Regions from separate parts of the Macaca mulatta genome. Here region 2 is linked to region 1. The links are chromatin contacts, called in public Hi-C maps. All regions are on one chromosome and are shown on one strand. Each heading gives the region's core, a stretch centred on a gene start, on an enhancer-like site or on the middle of the called end of the contact. The rest is flanking DNA. Distances are from core to core; before and after follow the strand shown.

What was found. A called contact is a pair of places that touch in the nucleus more often than the background predicts.
Region 2: a Hi-C map of liver shows a contact between it and region 1, with 4 times the contacts expected there. The contact joins the promoter of BBS10 here to the promoter of KRR1 in region 1. A contact is called at or near these places in 3 of 14 Hi-C or Micro-C datasets (fetal cortex germinal zone, fetal cortical plate and liver).

The regions. Positions count from the first base shown.
Region 1 is chr11:82,681,882-82,688,311 of T2T-MMU8v2.0, forward strand. KRR1 (KRR1 small subunit processome component homolog) reads right to left here and starts at 3,482. Exons shown (of 10, transcript NM_001265714.1): 1 at 3,363-3,482; 2 at 175-347. The coding sequence starts at 3,447.
Region 2 is chr11:83,495,969-83,502,398 of T2T-MMU8v2.0, forward strand. BBS10 (Bardet-Biedl syndrome 10) reads right to left here and starts at 3,575. Exons shown (of 2, transcript XM_015152340.3): 1 at 3,455-3,575; 2 at 1-2,950. The coding sequence starts at 2,949. The coding sequence ends at 985. It also overlaps a transcript of OSBPL8 not described here.

The sequences.
Region 1 (6,430 bases), core at 2,232-4,731:
CATTAGGTAAGAAGAAAATGTACCTAAATAGTTTAAAATACCAAAGGAACCAAAGTAACCAGCACCATTGCTATGTTAGCACCATTAAAAAAAAAATGCATCAGCATACATACACTTAAAGGCATAAGCAAGAGCAAAGTCTCAAATAAATGTATTATTATAAGATACACATACATGTTCATTCAAGGCTTTCTGCACCAATGGCCAACACTCTTTCAAGTAAGCTTCTCTGTATTTTGGGAACAAAGTTGAGAAACTGCTCTCCTCCAAAAGTCCTCTGGGATTGTCCTCTTTGGAAAAAGCTGGTTCCTTCCAGCCATCGGGAACAGTAAGGAGTTCTGATTCATCTACAGAAAGGAAAAAATTGACACATCACATTTTAACTGTCTTTTGGACACTTTATGAACATCCTATGCACATATTCATAAGCCTTCCAGTACTTCTTGCATTTCCTTTTCCCCGCTTTTTATATTATTCAAGAGTCGAAGAACATTCCTCTGTCATTATCAATTCACTGTATTAAAATTATCTGTACACACTTCAGTTGCCTCATAAGACAAAGTTCCTTAAGAGCAGAATCCCTCTTCATGCCAATTGGCATATGCCAGACAGACAGTGAGCACTCCAGAAACGTGTACTGCATTACACTACCATAAAACTGAAGATCTCAATGCCATTTTGTTTAGTATTTTAAATACAATTAACCTTTCTGACTTTCCTGGAGTGTATGGAACCTGGGTGTATGTGTTTGTATACAACTTCTGAAAGAGGATTCTAGTTTATCTTTCAGTTAATAATCTCGAGTAATTCTAGATTTTCCTAAGCGTTTTGAGTGCCTTATTTCCACATGCGTTTCATAACTATAAAAGGTAGAATCTGTATTATTCTCATTTTATAGAAGATAGTCTAAAAAGGCTAAGTGACTTGCCTAAGGGAACACAAAGCTGACTCAGCCTGGGACTCCTTTCACTACAAGAAAATGCCTAAGGGCCATAAATTATCTTCTGAATCATGTATTTAAAAAACGTGGTACTGAATTTTAAGAACTCCTTAAATTCAACAGCTATACTCTAATTCAGTTATACTAAAAGGTATGCTCCATAGACTTTCAGTATCAGTATAAACTGTTAAGTCTGTCAGAAATGCAATTATTGGGCCCCACTCCAGACCTACTGAATCAGAATCTCTTCGACAAGGGACAGAAGTCTGTGTTTTACCATGCTCAACAGGAGACTCTTAAGCACAGTAAAATTTGAAAAGCAGGGCATTACCCTATGTTATCAACCTCAGGTAAACTTTCTGCTTATACTCACATCCACTTTTCTATTTCTATTTCTGGTTCAAATCACAGACAATTGGCTAGTCTAAGGATTCTCCAATGTCCTTTAAAGAACACAAATTCCACAAAAGTGATTACTTGTGTATTATATACATTTTTTTTTTTTAAGACAGGGCCTCGCTCTGTCACCCAGGCTGGAGTGCAGTGGCTCCATCCCAGGTCACTGCAGCCTGGACCTCCTGGACTCAAGCGATCTATTCTCTTGCCTCAGCCTCGCAAGCAGCTGGTACTACAGGCATGTGCCATAATGTCTGGCTAATTTTTGTTTTTTTTGTTTTTTTTTTTTTTTTGGTAGGGAAAGGGTTTTGCCATGTTGCCCAGGCATATCTCCTGGGCTCAAGCAATCCCCCCTCCTCAGCTTGCCAAAGTGCTGGGATTACAGGCATGAGTCACTGCAACTGGTTACTTGCAATGCTTCCCTGACCAAGTCCCTATCCAATTTAAACACTTCAAAGGCTACGGATCAATTTTTTCAAAGTTCCCACTACAATCTCAGACAAAAAATTGACAAAAGAAATACACAGGAGTTTCACAATTAAGGAAGGCCCAAAACATGTGAAAAGATACGCAACCTCATAGGTGATCAGAAAATGCAAATTAAAACTGCAACCAGATCCCATTTCATACCTACCAAAATGACAGAAATTCAAAATTCAGGTAACATCATGTATTCATATGAATGTAAGGCAATGAGAACTTTCGTCCACTGCTAGTGGGAACAAAACTGACACTAGCACTTTGGAAAAAAGTTAGCATTACTTACACACACCCTACACTTCAGTAATTCCAATCCTATGTTCACAACCTAAAGAAACCCTTGAACATGTTAACCAGAAGACATGTACAAAGATGTTTTAGCAGTACTGTTTATAATTGCAAGCAATAGGAACAATCCAAATGTCCACCGATTGTAAAATGAAAAAAAAAACTGGGGTATAGTCATACAAGGAAACACCACATAACAGTGAAAAGACTAAAACTACACCTACAAGTATCACCCTGTTTGAAAAACAAAGCTAAATCTAAGACACAGAAAAATGCATACGGTCCACTTTCATGTATATAAAATTTAAAAAGAGGCAAAATTAAGCCACTTCGTGACTACAAGAAGAGGAACAGAATGCAACGCAATTCAGAGTGGTTACTTGTGACAGGAAAAGAGAATATGATCTGAGAAGTGCACGTAAGGGTTTGAGGGGTATGGTAATGCTCTATTTTACTTAACAGTCTGAATGCTAGTTTCTTGCATGGTTTTATTAAACTATATATAAGTTGTATCCTCTGCTATGTACGTTACATAATCATTTAATGAGCAACAACGAAGAAACCTTGAAAACTTTCCCAATGCATCTAAATTGAGAGTTCAATGTTTTTAACACTTCTATGAGCCTGGTTGAACAGATCCCCAGGCTATTTCTGACTTCTCTGTCATTCATACTGAAGAAAACGGGTAAAACCAGACCACAACGCAGGAGTTAACAATTAAAAGGTAGCACAACCTAAAGAGCAAGGGCTGTGTCGTCTAGTATTTTAGCAATCTGACAAACAGGAATTGATAAATCTTTCAAACTGTCTTTACTGACAAACTAGAGCTAAGGACATGTCAGATAGCTCCTTTCCCCATATCTCACCCCATTATCAGGGTCGACTCCTGTATATCAGAACTACCTGCTCCCACCTCACCCTATTCCTCATTCCGTCAATGACTTTCAGTCCCCTGCAGGCTACAGGGTTCCGCGGCGCCCTCGGCATTTTCTTAATAATCTTTTACAGAAGACGTATTCAGCAACGGCTTCGCTTTGGGGACCCTTTAGCAAAAGGAATGAATTAGGAACACGTGGGTGGCACCATATCGGCCAGTCGTTCCTGTGGGCCCAGCCAATAATCTTATCAGCGATTATTGTGGTACTTAAATACACAGTACAGGCTCCAGGTGGTTTTATAAGTCCACAAGCAATGAGAAAAAAAAACATCGCAACTCAACGTCCACAAACCCCAGCCTTCGGTTCCCACATAACATCACCTTGGTTCTCCGGCTTTGTCTTCTGGTTACGAAATTCACTTTTTCCAGCCCCTTTTTCTCGCCGCTCTAAAGAGGGAGACGCCATTTTCAAGCTGCTTCCGGTGACGCCGGAAATGAAACTGTTCTTAAATCCTACCGGCTAAAATGCCTACACTCAAAATGAGTTCCGCGGAACTCAGACGAGGAGATCTGCGCAGTTTTCCGTGCGTACGTGCGTTAAAGCCCGCGCTTTTACACACACCGGAGGTTCTCCTACGTGGCCAATGAAGAGCTGGAGACTTTCTCCCAGTATGCACTGCAACCATGGCGTTTGCGTACTGGGACTTGTAGTTTAGCAGGCGGTATAGGCAAATTGGACACTGTGTTATCCGCAGTTTCCTCGTGGCCTCACGGGCTAACCTGGACCACCGGAGTGCGACCAGCCTGTCATTGATGTCATTCATTCTTTCGATAAAAATTTATATGTTGGCCAAATATGCGCTAGATGTTGGGAGGAAGCACAAATATGAGAATACAATGTATATTGGGCCTCCGCTGTAAGAAGTGACAGGAATAGCTACTATTTATTGTGAGAATGCTTTGTTGCAGTACTTTATTTACATTATTTCTAATTTTAAAAACAATGACCAAATTAAACTTTCCAAAGTTGTTTATGATGGTAATCTTCCCGAGTGTTGGTATTTCTCTTTCTAAGTCAGAGGGATGGTAATTCAACATTCTGACGTTTCAGAAGTATTTCAACTAGCCTAAGATTTCTCAAAATCTCTACTCGTTTTCTACCCCCAACATTGCATAGGGCTAAGGTGTGTAGAGAGGTTCATCACTGACTACAAATAACTACACTTTTAGAAGTATAAAAGTTCTTTGACATGCCAAAGACAAGATTTTTTAAAATTATTGATTTTATTGCTTGCATTTCTAAAATTTTCTGCAGCAAATAGGGAAAGTCTTTGATAGGTTAAATTCCTTGCATTAGTGAAATACACGTTTGTCTGATAAATCCACTCTCGTGTATCTTATACAAAAATTTAGGTTTTCATATATGAGATCCATGTATGAAACAGATTGTTACATATGGACAGAAGAACCCAAACGACAGAGCAAAGGTTTTTTGCTTTTATCCTGTGCGTTTTATAAATGACAGGGATTTTATCTCTGTTCTTTTAATTTCCTCAAAAAAATAATGATAAATCCCTAAAATAGAACAAATAGCAACAGGTTAAAGTTATAAAGTGAAGAGTACACCTCATGAAGCAGGTTTTTATCATCCTTATTTTAAGTAACTCAATCACTAATAAGTGAAAGGCCCGTCTTCAAGTCCAGGCAGTTTGACCTAGCAGCTTCAGGGGGCTACTATTCATTAGGAGCTTCAAAAGTGTTAGAAAGAGGGCTGATAGGGGTGAAGGGGAGGGAATAGTGTAGAAGTAATATTTGTGTTAAAAGCCCTTTATTTTCTAGCAAAATTTTCTACATAGGCTTTTATTCCCATTTACATATATATTTTTAATCTTAGTATTGCTCTTATTTGAGAAATATTGAGAATATGATGGAGATGGGAAAATGAAAACCCACCGATCCTTTTCTTGTCAATATTGAGTCTGTTTGTAAAACCCAACCTTTTAATTACCATACTATGCAGAGCTCAGGGTTCATCTTTCCCTTTTTGAAATTTTTACATTTTTTTTCCAAATCATTACTGAAAGGGGTGTAAAAACATAGATAATAATTGAGTTCTAAGATTCTCTAAGGTCTTCTAGACCTCCTATTATAGATGACACCACACTAAAACTGTCCTGTCTGCTTTCCAAAGGAAAAGATTCATCAGGCTCCTGCAATAAGTTATTTCAATATTAAATGATTCTTTCCCTTGCCTAATTCAAAAGCCCTCACGTTGTCAACCAACTGAATATACAATATAAAAACAATATATGATTGGAAGTTAAGTGAATTTTTTTTAAAAGTCTGTTATTTGCCTTCCAGAAGCCAATAATCTAATACAAGTTATATCACAGGAACAGGGAGTTATCTTACATATAGGATATAAAAACTTTTACTAAAAAATAAATCCTGCAACAAAAATCACTAATTTAAAAATATTATAATTACTAATAATCATATACTGAAGAGTATATATAATTATACAGTGCTTTTTCCTCTGTGATAATATGAGATAAAAATATAGCAAGATATTAATTTGATGCTAGTAGTTATAAGAAGTAATGTATAAAAATTAAATGAATAGAAAAATAATTGCGTAAGACTGAGAGGCTGAAGCTTTTCCTTAGTACACATACATTTTTTTTCAGTTTTAAAACAGACTCTGATGCTTCAATACTGTTACTCATTAACTGAATTTTCATATTTTGGCTTGACAAGCAGGAATGGCACATATGTATACTACTAAAAATTAAAATTGACAGTCAAATTGAATGAGGACAATGTTTCAACAATTTGGTTAGACTATGTGTTAAGCAGTTTTGAAGAAAAATTTTAAAATAAACATGGTATGGAATAAATAAATTCGGAAATTAATTCGACTAGTTCTTCTAAGAATTAAACATTATAACCACAATATTACATATGAATGGTTTAAACTTTTAAAACCTCTAAACAATAGTTTCCACATGTGGGAACTATTTGCTCTAGATTCCTTACTTTGGAAAAGAGCAGATCTAACTTCAACATCTTCCAAAAATTCATTAGAATTGAAAGAACAATTTAATTTTAAATAAATATTGAATAATAACTAAATACTGTAAATATTTATTGAATACATATTGAAACTAAATATTGAAAAATCTCCTAAAATCACCTTAAAAGACTATAAACTCAAAAGTGATTATCAAAATGATAGTGTCCAAATTTTCATCTCATTTTCAGTGATTCACTGATTATAAAGTATTCAAAATAATAATTTAAAATTTAAAATGATGAGAAATAGGATACGAAAAATAAAGGATATAAGAGAGAGGGGGCAAAATATTCACAAAACATTTAATGGTTGATTACAATAATATTCAAGGTGATAAAAAGATGTAAGCAATTCCATTGAAAAATAAGGAAAGGCC
Region 2 (6,430 bases), core at 2,325-4,824, 810 kb after region 1:
ATGAAAGAGTTCACAATGCACAGTTATATTTCAGATAACATATATTCAAAGGTATATCGAAGGTGAAAATCTATCCAAGGTGGCAATAAACCAATGACCACATAAAAGTAAAAATTAATTTTATGCTTTTTGAAAAAAAATTTGAGCCTTTTATTCACTGCTAATTTTATGCTTTTCGAAAAAATAATTTGAGCCTTTTATTCGCTGCTTTACAAAGTATGAGTAGGGAAAATTAATGCAAGTAATGTATTCAATATTAAAAACAATTAGAATAAGCCTACCCAAATCAGAAATTAAATGATTCTATGAACTAAACATGTAACGATGAAGGAGGGCTGGAGTGAAAAAGATACAGAAGAGTGAAAAGGAGCTACAAAGAAACACCCTACCCTAAACACAGAAGCTAACACAGAGCTGAGACACAGAGGCATAAAATAGGGAAAAAACAGACACACTTAGCCAAATCTTGGCTTCCCCTCTAGATTTGTTCCATAAAGTAATTTAATATTTGCATCTGGTCTGGCGACCTTAGTGCCTTTCTTCTAAAGACTTTTAAAGTTACACTATTTTCCTAAGCAGACTGAACTGATTTTAGAATTGGTGGTCACATGCCTGCTTTACTTGGCTTGAGTTAGATGAAAAGTTTGGTTAAAAACTTCTGATGTTGACTGGGCGTGGTGGCTCACGCCTGTAATCCCAGCACTTTGGGAGGCTGAGACGGGCGGATCACGAGGTCAGGAGATCGAGACCATCCTGGCTAACACGGTGAAACCCCGTCTCTACTAAAAATACATTTAAAAAAATGAGCCGGGCGTGGTGGCGGGCACCTGTAGTCCCAGCTACACGGGAGGCTGAGGCAGGAGAATGGTGTGAACCCGGGAAGCGGAGCTTGCAGTGAGTGGAGATCGTGCCACTGCACTCCAGCCTGGGTGACAAAGCAAGACTCCGTCTCAAAAAAAAAAAAAAAACAAACAACTTCTGATGTTATAGTTCATCTTCTGAATCTTGATTGTGAACTTTCTGAGGGTGTCTCTTAACAGTGATTACCAAGTCAATGGTTAATATTTTTGTCAAACACTGAAGGACTGAAGTTAGTAGCTGGTATTTACCTGTTACTGATTCCAAACCTGTCTGACTGCTTACCAAGGGTTGATTGGTTTGCAGTGCATGGACAGCTCTTATATATATATGTGGAAAGCTGTATTTTCCTGTTTTAGATTTATAAAGGACTCTGGGAATGCCTAAAAGTGCATTAGCTATTATCATACTAACCATGGTTTCTTCTGATTGATGGCATTTTTTGGCATAGTTGAGAAGATAGTAATGTAACAAGATCTCAAAATTACCACCTACGGGCAAAACACAACCAGCTGGCATAGATGAGGAAAGGTAACTCTGGGAAGCACCCATATTCTGTAACTTACAACTCACTGGTAACATGCTTCCCTTTCCAGTAATATTTGTGACTTGTAAATTTTCATAAGAAATGTCTATTCTATTGTTTCCTCTTGTTGAATAAGCAGTGGAATTGTTTTTGAGTAATGGTTCATAATCATCAGTTAGCCTGTTTCTTTCCAAAGACAAACATTTCAGCGTTTCATCTGTTTCGAATGTATCTGTTGGGGTTGAATACGGAATATATGTTTCTAATTCTACATCTGAAATTACCAAATTAGAATGTACTTTTAAATATGTTTGAGTTTTTTCCAATTCATCTTTGTTCTCTACAACTGTGTCCTGATAAGGCCTTTGTATTGAGGCCTTACCAGTATCTGGTGCTTGATAACTTTCTCCACTGTTCTTATAAATAAAAAGACTTGAAGTGCCATTTTGGTCACTGGTTTGTGTCATGTAATTTAGATCAAGGTCTTTAAATAATTGCCGAAGCATTTTAAATGCTCCATGTAAAGCATCCTCATGTTGTTCAATGAGACCCTGCACTGGTCCACAAAGAACTACACAGTGTGGTATAAATGTACACGTGCCAATCAAGCCAAGATGAACATATCTTTTGGATCTGAGGATAAGAGGTTTACAAAATTTCACCAAAGCAGTGTTAGATATTTCACACTGTGAAAAGGCCTGTGGTGGTACAAATGGAGAAAGACCAATGATCCTCCGGATAAGAGAAACTTCTTCTGATGATAAACACTCAACCACTGATATGCCATTCACCCCTGCATAATAAATAACTAAATCTGGTTGTTTCACACTAGATAGGAGCAATTTTACATTCTGACTACGTAGATGTTTCATTATTGCTTTTGTCTTTTCCATAATCCAAAATTGAGATGTTTGAAACTGTGCTTCTGAATTTAGAATAAACTCTGACCCAGAAGTGGAAAAAAGAGGCTTAATGGTTTCTGTTACTATCACCATTCGTATGTCACCATCTGCTGGGCAGTACACAGAAAAATCTTTCTGAAGCACAAGACCAGCTATGATCCTGGAATCTGAAACAGGAAGGCCAGTGACACCAACATTCAACTCTACAAAATAGTCATCCACTAACTCAAACACATCAATCCCAGTTTTACAAGTCATACACTTGAAAAAGTAGTCACACATCAACTGTGAAATAAATTTGTGATTATTTCTTCCCACTCTTCCACAAAAGTATGCTTCTAAGAGCAACTCTAAAGAGCTCCTACACAATGTTCTCTCTTTAGCAGATGAAAAGATAGACAAAAAGTGTCTACTTAGGTACTGGTCCATAATACCGTCTAATATTTGTGTCTGAAACGTTACGAGAGCCTGGGAAATAAATTTCCACTGACAACAATTTTTCCAATGCCTTCCATGGGTTTGAATGTTTTCACACATCAAAGGATCCTTTTCTCTGTCTGTGACTGCATGAAGTCCTCTAAGCAAATGGCAAAGAAAGATAATAAATGTTTTTGCACCATCTCCTGTTTTTTTGAGATGACTGGAAACACAGTCCACTATCATCCTGTACAAAAAAGAAATAAAGCAACTCATTTTCAAAAGGCCAGCTTCCCACATTTTAAATTAAAATCATGTTTACACAGCCATAAGTATAAAATGCGAATATTGTTCCTTTGATACATCCTTAGTTTTTTCCTTTCTTGGAAAAAATTGTGCTCTATTCTCAGATTCTACGGTTGGGTGGAGTGGGGAGAAGTGGTCTTGGGAATTGATAAGATTTGGGGTAAAGGAGTGTTCCCTTGGGCAGGGCTCTAATTCCGAGCAGACAGTGGTTTCACCCGAGGTCAGTCTTTCCAAGTACGTATAGCCTCAGGATGGGACAAGAGGTCCACAGAGGCTGCCTGGGGTGCCCAGCTACAGGCTAGCGTGTGGGACGCGGGTACCTGGCTATGGGATGCTGTAAGTGTAGCGCCTCCAGGAGGCGGCCTCCATTCCGGCTGAGAAGCACCTCGCCAGTCGGCTTCGTACACAAAACCTGCCGTCCCTCGGGCCCCATGCAGCAGCTTACGATGGCTTCCAGCACCTCGGCCACCTGCAACGCCGCCTTCAAAGACCCTGTGGCGGCCATAGAACTTAGCATCTGGGCCGCTTCCCCTTTTTGGCCTGCTTGCAGAACACCGGGGCCGACCGAAAAAAGGGGCGGGAACGGCCGGAAACGGAATAGGCGGGGAGAAAACCCGGAAGCCGGTAACACGGCTTCTTGGTTGGGCGAGAGGGCTGCCCTTCTGTCCGCTTGGTGGAAAAGCCCCGCAGCTTTGCCAGGTGGGGTGAGCTGCCCTGTTGTCTGCGAAGGCAGTTAAAAAGACTAGGATTTCCAGCAGCTGTACCAGGAGCGGCAACCCTAAGCCCTTCCCCGACTCCCTAGGTGAATTCATTTCCCTCCAGTGGCGTCCGCTGCCCCCAAATCCCTTAGTCTCCCGAGAAACTTTCTTCCAAAGGCAGCACGGTATTGGGGCCTGCGCGAAGGAGAGGGCACCCCAGTTGGAATTCAGCTGGCTTTCATCCCCTGCCAGAAGCTGCTTGTTCCGGGGCAAAACCTCTGCCTTGGATTCACGCATGTTCTGTCCACATTCTCCAGGAATTGGTCTCCTTACCGTCACGGAAATAATTTGTAGATGCAGGACAGGTGAGGAGAGCCTAGCTACAGCCATGAATTGCAGGCTTTATGTCCGCTGCAGAGGCTTTACCACATTTCCTTGACTCAGGTATCACAATAAAACTCTAGACACCACAGAGATATTAAGCAGAAATGATGCGAAGATTCCATTTATTTATTTATTTTTTGAGATGGAGTCTCGCTCTGTCACCCAGGCTGGAGTGCAGTGGCGCAGTCTCGGCTGACTGCAACCTCCGTCTCCCGGGTTCAAGCGATTCCCGTGCCTCAGCCTCCCAAGTAGCTGGGATTACAGGCATACGCCACTGTGCCCGGCCAATATTTGTATTTTTAGTAGAGATGGGGATGTCACCATGTTGACCAGGCTGGTTTCGAACTCCTGACCCGAATGATCCACCTGCCAGGGCCTTTCAGAGTGTTGGGATTACAGGCATGAGCCACCGCACCAGGCCGATGTGAAGATTTAAATCCATTAGTCACGTTGGTGATCAAGAGTATGCTTTAAAACACATGGCCAAGGATTAGTGTATATAATCCAAAGACAGAAAATACTGTCTCTTATATTACAACCCTTTTTTTTTTTTTTTTTTAAGAGACGAGGTCTCACTCTGCCGCCCAGGCTGGAGTGCAGTGGCGCCATCATAGCTCACTGCAGCTCCAAATTCCTGAGCTCGTGATCCTCCTGTCTTAGCCTTCAAGTCGCTTTGTGCCTCACTACACCCGGTTATTTTCTTTTTTAGTAGCGACAGGCTCTCCCTATGTTGCCCAGGCTGATCTTGAATTCCTGGCCTCAAGTGATCCTCCAGACTTGGCCTTCTAAAGTTTTAGGATTACAGGCATGAGCCACCTTGCTTGGCCTAAAACACAGGCACTTGAGAGTATGGGCTTTGGATTCAGACCTGGGTTTGCTCTGTCATTTCCTTACCTGTGGCATTTACCAAGCATCCTCTTTGACCTCTGCTTTTCTCATCTTTAAAAACAATAGGCCTGGTGCGGTGGCTCATGGCTGTGATTCCAGCACTTTGGGAGGCCGAGGCAGGTGATCACAGGAAGCCAAGAGTTCAAGACCAGCATGGCCAACATAGCGAAATCCCGTCTCTACTAAAAACACAAAAATTAGCTGGGCATGGTAGTGCATGCTTGTAATCCCAGCTACTCTGGAGGCTGAGGCATGAGAATCGCTTGAACTCGGGAAGGGAGGTTGCGGTGAGCGGAGATCGCACCACTGCACTCCAGCCTGGGCGACAGAGCGAGACCTTGTCTCAAAACAAAACAATCCCCGCCAAAAAAAACAATGGAGATAATATATATAAAAAAAAAATCTCAAAAGGTTTTGAGGAGCTCTGGAGAATGTTCACTAAACACTTTGCATAGTGCCTGGCATAGTCAGCACTCAACATTCAAATACTTATATTACACCTGTTTCAGGAAAAGGGTCCCAATCCAGACCCCAAGAGAGGGTTCTTGGATCTCATGCAAGAAAGAATTCAGGGCGAGTCCATAAAGTGAAAGCAAGTTTATTAAGAAGAATAAAATAATGGTTACTCCACAGGCAGAGCAGCCCCAAGGGCTGCTGGTTGCCCATTTTTATGGTTATTTCTTGATGATATGCTAAACATGTTAGGGGTGGATTATTCATGCCTCCCCTTTTTAGACCATATAGCGTAACTTCCTGACATTGCCATGACATCTGTAAACTGTCATGGCGCTGATGGGAGTGTAGCAGTGAGGAAAACCAGAGGTCACTCTCGTGGCCATCTTGGTTTTGGTGGGTTTTAGCCAGCTTTACTGCAACCTGTTTTATCAGCAAGGTCTTTGTGACCTGTATCTTGTGCCAACCTCCTATCTCATCCTGTGACTTAGAATGCCTTAATCGTTTGGGAATGCAGCCTAGTAGATCTTAGCCTCATTTTACCCAGCTCCTATTCAAGATGGAATTGCTCTGGTTCAGACACCTCTGACACACCCACCAAATTACTGTGGTAGGTCACCACTCTCCTGGTTTATTATTCCCACAAGTGATATTTTGTGAGATGCAGAAGATTCAACTAGCATAACAGCACAACATACATCATCTAGAGTAGAAACATGCCAATATTAGCAAGAAAGTGATCTTGTAGATGTTTCACTGAGGTTGGACAATGAGGGGCCCGTTTTCCTTAATCCTTATTGCTATGAACAAGATAGGAGGAACCGGCAGGCCCTCCCATCTTTTTCTCCCCAATTAATCAAACCAAACCAAATGACAGCCAGAAGCAATTGGACCCTGAGCAGAGAGAAGAAAGGAGGGTGGGGGAAAACCAGAGAGGAATGATGCCTCGGAACTCATCTGATGTTGACTTGGTATAGACTAATAGGTGATCTGAGGGG